Regions from separate parts of the Mus musculus genome. Here all the other regions are linked to region 4. A link is a contact called in public HiChIP or PLAC-seq data. All regions are on one chromosome and are shown on one strand. The core of a region is the stretch at or near the end of the contact, and the rest is flanking DNA. Distances in the headings are between cores, read along the strand shown. Region 1 has its middle 13 kb from the start of Gm26730. Region 2 overlaps Evpl (envoplakin). Region 3 has its middle 6.4 kb from the start of Hid1. Region 4 overlaps Myo15b (myosin XVB).

The links. HiChIP or PLAC-seq counts read pairs in DNA pulled down with a chosen protein or histone mark.
Region 1: a FOXA1 HiChIP or PLAC-seq map of pancreatic cancer cells shows a contact between it and region 4. The contact joins two enhancer-like sites. A contact is called at or near these places in 2 of 39 promoter capture datasets (liver and pre-B cells) and 1 of 115 datasets of contacts at active chromatin or transcription factors (pancreatic cancer cells).
Region 2: an HNF4G HiChIP or PLAC-seq map of pancreatic cancer cells shows a contact between it and region 4. The contact joins two enhancer-like sites.
Region 3: an HNF4G HiChIP or PLAC-seq map of pancreatic cancer cells shows a contact between it and region 4. The contact joins two enhancer-like sites. A contact is called at or near these places in 3 of 39 promoter capture datasets (embryonic stem cells, pre-B cells and stem cell-derived epiblast-like cells), 2 of 484 Hi-C or Micro-C datasets (both in embryonic stem cells), 1 of 115 datasets of contacts at active chromatin or transcription factors (pancreatic cancer cells) and 1 of 9 other capture datasets (pancreatic islet).

The regions. Positions count from the first base shown.
Region 1 is chr11:116,318,310-116,321,009 of GRCm38.p6, forward strand. No RefSeq gene overlaps it. Among named protein-coding and RNA genes, the nearest start is that of Gm26730, 13 kb to the left of the region's middle. Within about 2 kb of position 1,307, at least 147 of the 459 cell types and tissues checked have an H3K27ac peak or open chromatin away from gene starts, as enhancers often do. A contact at or near this core is called in pancreatic cancer cells, where this site is marked.
Region 2 is chr11:116,218,830-116,221,529 of GRCm38.p6, forward strand. Evpl (envoplakin) reads right to left here. Exons shown (of 22, transcript NM_025276.3): 22 at 1,730-2,700. The coding sequence ends at 1,926. It also overlaps the pseudogene Cdk3. Among named protein-coding and RNA genes, the nearest start is that of Gm33250, 5.1 kb to the right of the region's middle. Within about 2 kb of position 1,267, at least 134 of the 459 cell types and tissues checked have an H3K27ac peak or open chromatin away from gene starts, as enhancers often do. A contact at or near this core is called in pancreatic cancer cells, where this site is marked.
Region 3 is chr11:115,372,834-115,375,533 of GRCm38.p6, forward strand. No RefSeq gene overlaps it. Among named protein-coding and RNA genes, the nearest start is that of Hid1, 6.4 kb to the left of the region's middle. Within about 2 kb of position 1,443, at least 172 of the 459 cell types and tissues checked have an H3K27ac peak or open chromatin away from gene starts, as enhancers often do. A contact at or near this core is called in pancreatic cancer cells and pancreatic islet, where this site is marked.
Region 4 is chr11:115,875,966-115,878,665 of GRCm38.p6, forward strand. Myo15b (myosin XVB) reads left to right here. Exons shown (of 64, transcript NM_001384233.1): 21 at 1,035-1,128; 22 at 1,714-1,741; 23 at 1,991-2,013; 24 at 2,133-2,190; 25 at 2,347-2,477. Among named protein-coding and RNA genes, the nearest start is that of Myo15b, 19 kb to the left of the region's middle. Within about 2 kb of position 1,331, at least 41 of the 459 cell types and tissues checked have an H3K27ac peak or open chromatin away from gene starts, as enhancers often do. A contact at or near this core is called in pancreatic cancer cells and pancreatic islet, where this site is marked.

The DNA of each region.
Region 1 (2,700 bases), core at 57-2,556, 440 kb after region 4:
GAGAGAGAGAGAGACTGATTCACGGAACGGTTGTAAGAACCCGAGGACCAACAAGACAGTGTCTTGTAGACACAGCAGGGGAAATTACACCCAAGAAATCTCAACAATATGGCTACCTAGACAAGACCAACACAGTGACACCAGTTGGTTCATCAGTGGGAGAAAGTTCTTAAGGTCTCACCCCTGGGGGGAGCTAGAGGGGGAAGGGCATGGTGGGAATGATGTAAATACAGTACTCATGAATGAAATTCTCAGAGAATTTACAAATGTAAATATAGAAGTTAAAAAGAGCCAGGTGTGGTGGCAAACACCATTAGCCCCAGCACTCAGGAGGCAGAAGCTGGCTACCCGCTGTGCTGGCTTGGTCTACATAGGAAGTTCCAGGCCAGCTAAGACTTCGTGGTAAGACCCTGTTTCAGAACACAAAACAAAGTTAAGAAGAGTGTGGCCTGGCTAACTTCCAAAGCCCTAGGTTTAATCCCTAGAGTATCACAAAAAGGCTTTCAGGAGTTACCCAACCGTGCCTGGACACTGGAGGCCACTAGACATACACCCTGCCCCTGCCCTCCACGATGGATCACTTAATCACACATCAGCCACCCACCCAGTGCCCCATTTACACTATGTGCACATCCATACCACATCCACTCACACATACACAACGCTTATTTATTTACACATGTATCATTTCATATGCTCACACACGTATGCACACTAGCTCACACCGTTATCTTTTCAGACCACGGCATTTTCCACTATTCTCCTATCCTGGGCTGGCTCTGGGAAGGGGGTCACCACTCTCCTGCGGGGAGCTTAGAGCCCAGCGCGGTGGGGAAGCAGCGAGCAGGACGGCGTCCACCAGGGGGCGCGCGCCGCTAGGGAGAGAGGAAGTGCAGGCGTCGTCTGGAACCGGGGCAGTTCTTTTTGGACCAGGGGCCTGCGGTCTGGCCCCGGAAGTTTAGTGGGTGCCCAGCGCGCCCCGAATCCCGTGATCGCTAGTCTCCTAGTCCAGCTGGTGCTGCGGGGAGATCAGCTCTGGCCTGGACAGGGGCGCCCTCACAGCCCTGGGCGTGCTCCCTCAGCCCAGGTGCAGTCCAGTTGCAGTCCCCGGAGTGCTCCCATAGCCCAATTGCAGCTCCCAGCGCGATTCCATAGCCCAGTTGCACCTACAAGCATGTTCCCGCAGCCCAGCGCAGCCCCCGGGGCACTCCTGCAACGCAAACGCGGCAGCACGCACTGCTGAAGGGCATGGTCCCCAGGGCTCCTGTTCCCAGAATGTGACTCAGCGCTTTCACATGCTGGGCATCCTGATTTGCATTGTTTGGCAGCGTGGGGTTCAATCCACACATGAGGACAGAGGCTCCCTGACTCCAGGCATAGGGACGTTTGCCCTTGTTCCTGTGCAAGATCACAAACATCGCTGGGGTTTTCAATAACCTGTCTGTGTAGGTAGAGAGAAAACTAGGGAAAGCCTGGGAGGGAAGAGACAGGAAGAGATCCCCCTTCCCTGCTAAGACTGCAGAAAAGAAAGTCCTTTTGAGAATTTGGGATTCACAGCAAATCTATGTCCTGCCAGTCACAGGAGGGACAAGGACTGTGGGGACTGGTTAAAGGAAAAACCACCACAGGGGAATGGCCCACCAGAGAGGCACAGATGTGTCCTGGATTCTGAAGGGTGGGAAGGTGGGTCCCAGGAAGATATCTATTCTGTGAGAAGTAAGGCAGAGATGGCTCTGTCACCAGAGGAGTAAGAACAGGTATCGACTAAGAAAGCTAAGGCACTTTAGAGCAGCTGACTGAGGTAAGATAATGTGGTTTCACCTGATCCGCATGTCTTTAGTCCCTGCACTCAGGAGGCAGAGGCAGGTGGATCTCTGAGTTCGAGGCCAGCCTGGTCTACAGAGTGAGTTCCAGGACAGCCAGGGCTACACAGAGAAACCCTGTCTCAAGACAGATAAAGAAGAATGTGGCTTCGTTGTGACTGGGATACAAGTGAAGAGTCCACACCAGTGCCCCAGGTACTGGAGGTGGCTGGGCAGAGGCAGACCACATTCAGGCTGGGGTCTCCGGAGCTGCTGGATAGGGGTGGGGGTGCAGAGAAGGCCTTTTTCCTCCCCAGCACAACACTTGCAGATCCTTCCTCTGTGGTGGGAAATGGGAGGTCTTAGTCCCTTGATCCAGAACTACCCTGAAGCAAGGGTTCTAGGACCAAGGCTCGGTTTTACTGAGTGTGTTTAAGAGCGCCCTGCGCACCCACAGGAGAGTCTTCCAGCCTGAGGCTCGTCGAGTGACTGATGGAATGAATGAATGAACAGAAAGGCCAAAGAAAGATGTGTGCAGCCGCCATCAGTGTACACCCGACCTGGAAAGACATCACACACACTGATGTGTTAGAATGGCGGGTTGCATCTCAACAGCACGCTAGGCCAAGACAGTTCCACGTGGACGAGGTTTTATTGGGAGAAGAGAGAGAAGGTGGCGGCAGAAAGAGAAGAGGGGGAGAGAGTGTGAGGGAGGGGAGTTCTCCTTATTTATATCGAGAATGACGTAACTCAGGTAAAGGTGGAAAGTGAGCCAAGTGGATGTTGGGAATAGGGTGCCTGTTGCCTTGGCAACCAGTCTGCAGGTTTTGCTGTCACCTATGTGATGTCATAGGTTTGGGAGGTCCTGATGCCAACACATACCACCAGTTGTCTTTAA
Region 2 (2,700 bases), core at 17-2,516, 340 kb after region 4:
GGCCAAAGTGACCTCACCAGAAGGCTATGTGTGCTGCCTAGCAACCTAGCGCCAGCAGGATGGCAGGCACTTCCTGCTAAAGCCACTTTTCCTTCAAATGCTGTTTCCTGGCACCCTGCCTGGGTTATGTGTGTGACTACAGAGAGTGAGCTGCATAGGCCTGCTCTTAGGCTGTTAGCTCCTCCTCCACTTGTTCTGTCTATCCTGCCCCAGCACAAGTGCGCACTCTTTGGACATCTGTTCTCAAGCAGGAGCAGGTGGAACCATGAATCATAGGCCTGGACTCAAAAACTAACTGTTTAACCTCAGTTCTGGGAGCGTCCAGACCTGGCTTAAACGCTGGGGAACTCAGGCTAAGATGGTTCAGTTGGCAACGTGCTTGCCATATAAACATGAGAGCTTGGCTTCAGATCTGCAGAACCACACAAAGCCTGGGGGTAGGGTGGCTCAGTGGGTAAGGCTCTTGAGGCCCAGTCATGGTACCTAAAGCTGAACACAGAAGCAGGAGTCTGTAACTCCACTGCTCCAAGGGCAGGATGGGGGCCTGAGACAGGGGGATCCCTGGAGCTCACAGGTCAGCTAGCCTGGCCTATGCAGTGCTGGCAAACAAAGAGGCCCTATTTGGGGGCTGGAGAGATGGCTGCTCTTGCAGAGTTCAGTTCCCAGCACCCATACCAGGAGTCTCATAGTCAACTCTAATTCCAGTTTGGGGGGAGGGGGGGACCTGCTTTTCAGGCATGGCTCTCCCTCCCCCTGGGACCTGTTGAAGGGACTCCCTCTCTACCCTGATTTCACCCAACAGTCTCTTGTCCTTCCTCCCCCAGCGACTCCTGCAGTATGACCCCAGCCAGCGGATCTCAGCCAAGACTGCCCTGGCCCATCCCTACTTCTCTCCTGGACACTCCCTAGCACCCCAACAATGTACAGCAGGGCGTTCCTCCCGCTGAGAACACGTATGTGGGGCCCACCACCTCACACCCTCGCCAGCTGCCTCCCTCCCTTTCTGCCTTTCTGGGGAAGAACAGACCCTGAGGGGCTTGGGTTCATGTCGTCTACAGGTTGGCAAGTTCCTGTATTGTTTGTTGGATTTAATGGAGCACTTTCGAAAGGCATGCAGGTGCTCCCTGCCCAATTGGGGGCAGGGCACAGAACTCCTCTGAATGACCAGACAGTAGGTGTCAGGTTAGATAAGAGACCCTAGCCCTTCGCCTTCACTGCACAGCTGCAGAGCATGGCCCCTGAGAGAGGGTGCCCTCTGCTGGTCTTTTGGTTTAGGCTGTTGGGAGAGTTGAATTCCAGTTCAGAGGACCTAGTTAAACAGGAGGAGGGGCAGGGCAGTTCTCTGATCCTAAGAGTGGTTACAACACCTGAGGGTGTTCTAAGTAGTCGCGTCATCAAAAATAGGCAGTTGATGTCCTTCTGTGTGACACATGGAAAATAAATGTAACTTCTTCCTGAGCTTTTGGTGTCAATCTTCGTATGGGGGACATGGTCTGACAACAAAGGGAAGCTCTCCACAGAGAGCTAGAGGCAGTTCTGGCAGGAACTGAGGGGCTATGGGGCTTCCAGGGTCTCCTTTCATGACCTTCTGTTTCTCAGGCAGGTGAGCTGGGCACATCTACCCCACACAACACATACTTTGGGGTGGGGGAATCCCCAAGCAGTACTGCTTCTGGGCTCACACCCCAGACACACTGACCCCGCAACCCCAAATGAGAGGAGACTCGGCACAGAGATAATCCATTTATTAGAAGCACGGGGTGGGGAGGAACAACGGAACTTCCCATATTTGGGGACAGAGCCCAACACCACAAACGATTGCGCAGTGAGGTGGACACTCAGGAGGAGGACCCGCTGCCTCGGATTACGCAGCTCCAGGGCAAGGTGACGTGTGCATTCTCCCTCCCCCTCTGCAGAGCCCCTCATCAACGCACACAGGATCTTGGCAGGGTGGGGGAGGCCGCGCGGTAGCAGCGATAGCCTTCTAGCATGGCGGGGAGCAGTAGTAGGCCACTTAGAGGATCTTTGCGGCAGCGCCCCATGGCCTCCTTGTAGCTCAGCCTCTCCTTGGTGATGGGGTCTGTCAGATCCTTCTCGTAGCCGGATTCATCTTGCAGGAGCTGGCCCAGGTCTTCGCTGATCATCCCGCAGAGCACAGCCTGAGGGACGGGGATGCGTCCCGTCCTCTTGGGGTCGATGAGGCCCCCAGTCAGGTGCTGTACCAGCAGGTGGGGAAGCACGCTTTCCTGGGGCATCCAGCCCTTCTGGATGGCCTCACCCACCGACAGCCTCTTCCTGGTGACAGGGTCCTCGATGCCGGTGAAGGCCTTCTGAGCATTGAGCAGCCGTTGAGTGGAGGTGTTCTCAATGAGTCCCCGCTCCACCGCCTTGTGTACGGAGTACCGTTCTCGGCTAAGAAGGTCAACAATGCCTCCCGTGGCTGCCTGGGCCTCCAACAGCTTCTGCCCAGTGATAGGATCCAGCATGTTCTTGGCCACAGCTGCCTTGATGCTACACTTGTTGTCTGTGGTTGTATCGTAGATCCCCGCGATGGGGAAGCTATCCTCAGTGAGCCCAAAAGAGAGGCCTGGGGAGAAGAAGCCGGTACTCTGGGGGCCTGGGGAGCAGACTGGAGACTTGGAGATGATGGACCCAATGGAGAGTGAAGAACTCGGCTTGGTCTCCCCTGCCACAAGCAGG
Region 3 (2,700 bases), core at 193-2,692, 500 kb before region 4:
TTGTTGATTTTCTTTTCTTTTTTTAAAGATTTATTTATTGTTATATGTAAGTACACTGTAGCTGTCTTCAGACACACCAGAAGAGGGCATCAGTTCCTGTTACAGATGGTTCTGAGCCACCATGTGGTTGACCTTCGGAAGAGCAGTCAGTGCTCTTAACCACTGAGCCATCTCTCCAGCCCTTGTTTTGTTTCTTAATACAGAATTTCTCTTTATAGACCTGGCTGTCTTGGCACTTGCTGTGTAGACCAGGCTAGCCACCCAAGAGTTGGAATTAAAGGCATGTGCCACCACCTCCCCACTAAGATTTACTTTCTTTTAGTCCTGTATAAATGTATATATGTATGCATGCATGCATGTATGTATGTGTGGTTGTGTGATAGTGTATGCATTTGTGACTACAGTAGTTATGGCGTACAGAATACACAGTAAGTGGAAAAATAATCTGAGCTACAAAACAAAACAAAACCAAGCAAAAAGCACACACAAAAAAAGATCTGGGAAGTGGCTCTGTTGGCACAGTGTTTCGTTCACAAAGCCTTGAGGTTCGGTCTCCAGCATACATCAGGAGTAATGGCATACACCTGTAACTTCAGCACTTGGGAAGTATAGACTACTGGATCAAGAAGTTCAGAGTCATCCTTGAATACAGTTTGAGGCAAGCCTGGGATACACAAGGTCCTGACTATGAAAAAGGGTAAGTAGAGTCAGGCAAGGTAGTCCACTCCCTCACTCCTAGTGAAGTATCAAGCTGGCCAGGGCTACATATGCAACTGTCAACTTGAAACAAAACTGAATATGGATGGATAATTGATGCAATGTTGCACTTCATTGTTAAGATGCTAATACCAAGCACACGGTTCAGGTTGTCCCGTGCCCCTGTCCTGGTTCTGAGCACTTGGCTTCATACTAACTCTGAATTCTCCCATTAACCCCTGAGTAAGGATGGATACTGTCCACATTCGCACCCTAAAAGTAACCCCACTCATGAGAAACTTGGAGGGTTTGCACTGAAGGGATCCCAGGCAGACACAGGGATTTCAGGCACTTCCCAACCCGAGAATATAAAATCCCCCTTTCAGAGAAGACAGTTGCCTGGGACAAACTCAGATGGTGTATGGGGGAGGGAGGAGGGACGCCAGATGACCTCACTCATTCACGTGTATTCAGTGCCTTACTCTGCCAGGCGCTGACCTCATACTGATAGAAAGGACAGATAGAGATCATTGGGTGACATTTGTCTCTTTGATGAGAATGATCGGGAATGGGGAGGGAACATAACCTACAGGAGAGGTGAGAACCCAAAAGAAAGATCCCCAGTGTTGCCTCTTTCCCTTCAATGCAAGATACAGGGCGTCTGCTGGCACGGGAGGGCACAGAGAGGCGAGTGACACGCCCTCATCCTTTTCCAGGGAAGCTGGTGCGATTCTGAGCGGCAGGACTGCCAACGTCAGTGCTGCCAGCGTGTGCACCGTCATTTCCGGCCAGCTGTGCTGGTCTGGATGCGGAGGTGGAGGACAGAGACCGAGGGCTGGGCAGTGGCGAATTGCGACTTCAAGTTGTCAGATGGGCGTCCAGGGCCTTACCCCAGTCGGAGCTGGGCTGGCAGCCAGGGAGTTGCATTCTCGCGGGACTCCGAGTCGGTCCGGGTTGGTGTTAGTGGCGCACTCCGCTGTCAGGATCTAGGCTCGCATCCCCTGGATCTGAGCTTGCCTCCTCAGGTTTCTGAGCATCGAGGATGAGTACAGAGAAGTACATCTTGCTATTAGGAGTCAACACAGACCTCTAAGAAATTCTGTTGCTCAAGATTTGGAAGGCATCCAGCTGCCAAAGGCTCTGGCCTTGGTGCTGCACTTTGATGCCCTGAGGCACGGGTTTTCTGACCCAAATATGAGACACAAGGCTCAGGGAGTTATCGTGGTCAGGAAATTTATTTGACCTCCGATCCCCACCCTAGACACTGGTATCCACCTGATTTTGACTATGTGACAGGGTCAGGTTTGAAGGTGAGCCCGGGAGGCAGACCTGTCATAGACTCGATTAGAGTTGGAAGTATCACCACCCCCGCCTCTGAGCCAGAATAGGCAACAGACATATCACAGGCTTGGCACACGTCCTGTATTCCCATTCCCAGCAGCCAGCTAACACCCTATGCTCATACCCTCTGTGTTCTGCAGACGGACCCAAGAGGCTCCATCACCCTGGCCACGTCAGTGGGTCAGTGGTCCAGCTTCAGCCTTACCCTCACACCAACCACCTGGGATTCCTTCTATCAGCATGAGATGCACTGAGATTCCTTCTATCAGCATGATTGGAAAAAAAAATGATGCCAACATAACCCCAGTTTCTATAGGCCAGCAGACAACATGCCCATCCCTGCCTCTGGGAGTCACGTGGAGGTCGTGGTCAGTGTGGGCAAGGCTGAGGACCGAGAAATGGGTAGAAGCTGGGTGGCTCTCAAGTACAGAAGGCAATTAAGTCACCACTGAAAACAACTTTAGTGCCAAGATATGGGGTGCATTTTCACATTTGAAGTCTGCCTTTAACTGTCTGAGCAAGGGGCTGGAGAAATGGCTCAATGGTTAAGAAGTTGTTGGCTGTTCTTTCGGAGCACTGAAATCTGGTTCCCAGCAACCATGCCAGGATGCTCACAAATGCCCCTAACTCCAGCTCCAGAGGCTCTGATACCCCACTCTGGCC
Region 4 (2,700 bases), core at 81-2,580:
ATCTATAAACTACTTGTAGGCCATGTTAGCCTTGAATTCACTGAAATCCTCCTGCCTCTGCCTCCAAGTGCTAGGATTAAAGGCCACAATACCTTGCTCTTTCTCTGTCTGTCTGTCTGTCTATCTATCCTTTCTTCCTTTCTTCCTCCCTTTCTTTCTTTCGTGAGACTGGACCTAGAATTCGCTGACTCGGCTAGTCTGGGTATCCAGTGAGCTCCAAGCATCTGTCTGCCTTTACCCTTGGCTCTGAGGTGACAGACACTGAGGTCACTAATGAGCTGTCTTATCTGGAGCTCAGCTCCTCATGTGTGTGCAGCAAGCTCTTTGCCAACTAAGTCATCCTCCTGGCTCTGAGACTTATTTTTATTTATTTATTTATTTATTTATTTATTTATTTATTTATTGTATGTGTATAAGTGCTGTGAACACATGTCTGTGTACCACATGTATGCCTGGAGCCCTTGGAGGTCCGAAGAAGGAACATGCAAACAGAATATCTTTGAGAATTTCCCAGCTATGAGATCAGTAAATAAAATTTAGGGGGCTAGAGACATGGCTCAGTAGCTAAGAGCATTCGTTGTTCCTGCAGAGGACCAGAGACGAGTTCCTAACACCTAGGTCAGGAGACCTTAACTGCCTCTAACTCCAAGCCCAGAGATCTGACGCCCTCTTCTGGCCATCTATGAATCCTGCATGCACATGCACATAGACCCCCACACACACATATGCATAATTAAAAACAGAAATCCTAAAAGCTAGCAGTGGCAGCACATGCCTCTATACTCGTAGCACTCAGCGGGCAGAGGCAGGTTCAGGGCCAGGCTGGTCTTCATAGTGAAACAGTCTGAGAACAAAATATTTCCTGGTTCCCCGTAGCATTCTGTTCTTTGAACATTACTGTTGAACATCAGGGGTTTCACCGATCCAGGGTCCATTTTCACACTACGGTCTAGGTTTAGAAAGGGTTCAGGTACCAGGGCAGAAGCTTAAGTTTCGGGTCCCACCCTCCCCAACGTTGCTCCTATGGCCTCCAGGAAGCGATATCTCCAGCGGAGGTCAGCTCTGGGACAGCTGAACACCATTCTCCTAGTGGCCCGGCCCCTGCTCCGGAGACGACAGAAGCTACGGGTATGAGGGGTTTAGAAGTGTTCATGGATTGTGGGGAAGCTCAGGATGGGAGCCAGGTGACCTTGGCTGGCCAAGTGGGCAGAATCCTAACAGCCTCAACTTGCTGGGTCTGAAATCTGTGAGCCCACTGCTTACTGACTATCTCCATTTCCTGTTCCGGCTGGGGCCCTGTGGCTGTTGTCTGGCTTCCTCTTGCTCCTCCCTGCACCGTTCCCCCCAGGCCTGACTCCCCCTTTTAGCCCCAGTTCCTTCTGTTCCCTCCAGGCCCCTGAGGCCTCTTCTACTCTCCCTCTTGCCTGATGACTCCTATGTGAACGCCATAAAAGCTGCTCAAAGGTCAATGCCCACATTCTGCCCCCCTCCCTGGCTCCTCCCTGGCTGGACTTTGTCCCCTGAGACCATTTGTCCCCTTCTTCTTTACCTCTTCCTGGTGCCCTAGCAGACAGGCAGTGACATCCACAGCCTGGTGACGGTGAGATTGGAGAGGGGGTAGGGGGGTAGGTGAGGTCGGGTGGTGGCACCCTCTGGGTCTATGACATTCTCTCGCTACCATCCTGTCTCCTGGGGACAAGAGGGGACACTGAGCTGCTGAGTTGGGGATGGGCTGCTAGTGGTGTGGGGGCATCAACTCTTGCTGGATCTCTCCCACAGTGTGCCCCTGGCCCGCACAGCGGGGAGCCCTGGGGGAAAGTGTCAAATATGGTGAGTGATCTTGGAAGCGGGTGCGGGAGGTGGGGTGGGGTGGGGGTCCTGTGTGGTGTCAGCCTGGCATAGTATGGGGAAGAGTATGGCACGTAGGATGCCAAACTGTCCCTTGTGTGCCACCTCAGCAGAAGATTGGGACTCTCTCGGTTTTCCTCAGAGGCTCTGGAAACCCGACCATCTGTTTCCAGGATGCATCCTTGTTCTTTAGGGACAGCTGTCATTCTGGAGATTTGGGGAGGGGGTGTGCCCAGTCCTTCTCGGCTGTCCTTTAGTTCCTGATCATTGATTCACTCCACCAGGACCTGGGTCGCTTAGAGATCCCCGCCCAGCTGGCTACTCTGCTGGAGAGGGCGGAAGGTGAGTCCTCTTAGTGTAGAGATGGGGTCCCTTCTGCTGCTCAGCTGGCCTACCACACCTGCCTCTTTCCCTGAGCCACTCACCGGCACTCTGCCAACCTGATGGGAGGAGTGGCAGAACTGAGTGTCCTAGGCTGCCTCTTGTGTTCCTTCCCAGGCCACCAGGCCTTGCTGACGGGGAGCATCACAGAGTCCCTGCCACCTGAGGTCCCCGCCCGGCCCAGCCTGACTCTCCCTCCAGACATTGACCAGTTTCCCTTCTCCAGTTTTGTATCCACCAGCTTTCAGGTGAGTCGCCTCTGGGTTCCTGGCATTCAGAAGCTCCTGTGTAACTCCCACCAGGCACAAACAGGTGTCCACCTTCTCCCAGGACATTCCCGTGGTCAGCAAAGCTGCTTGGGAAACAGTCCTTACCCAGAAGTTTCCAATGCACAGGCTCATTTCGGCCACACCTTTACTGTAACTGTGGGGTTGCCCTACGTTAAAGTTGTGTCCTTAAAGAAGGTTTAAC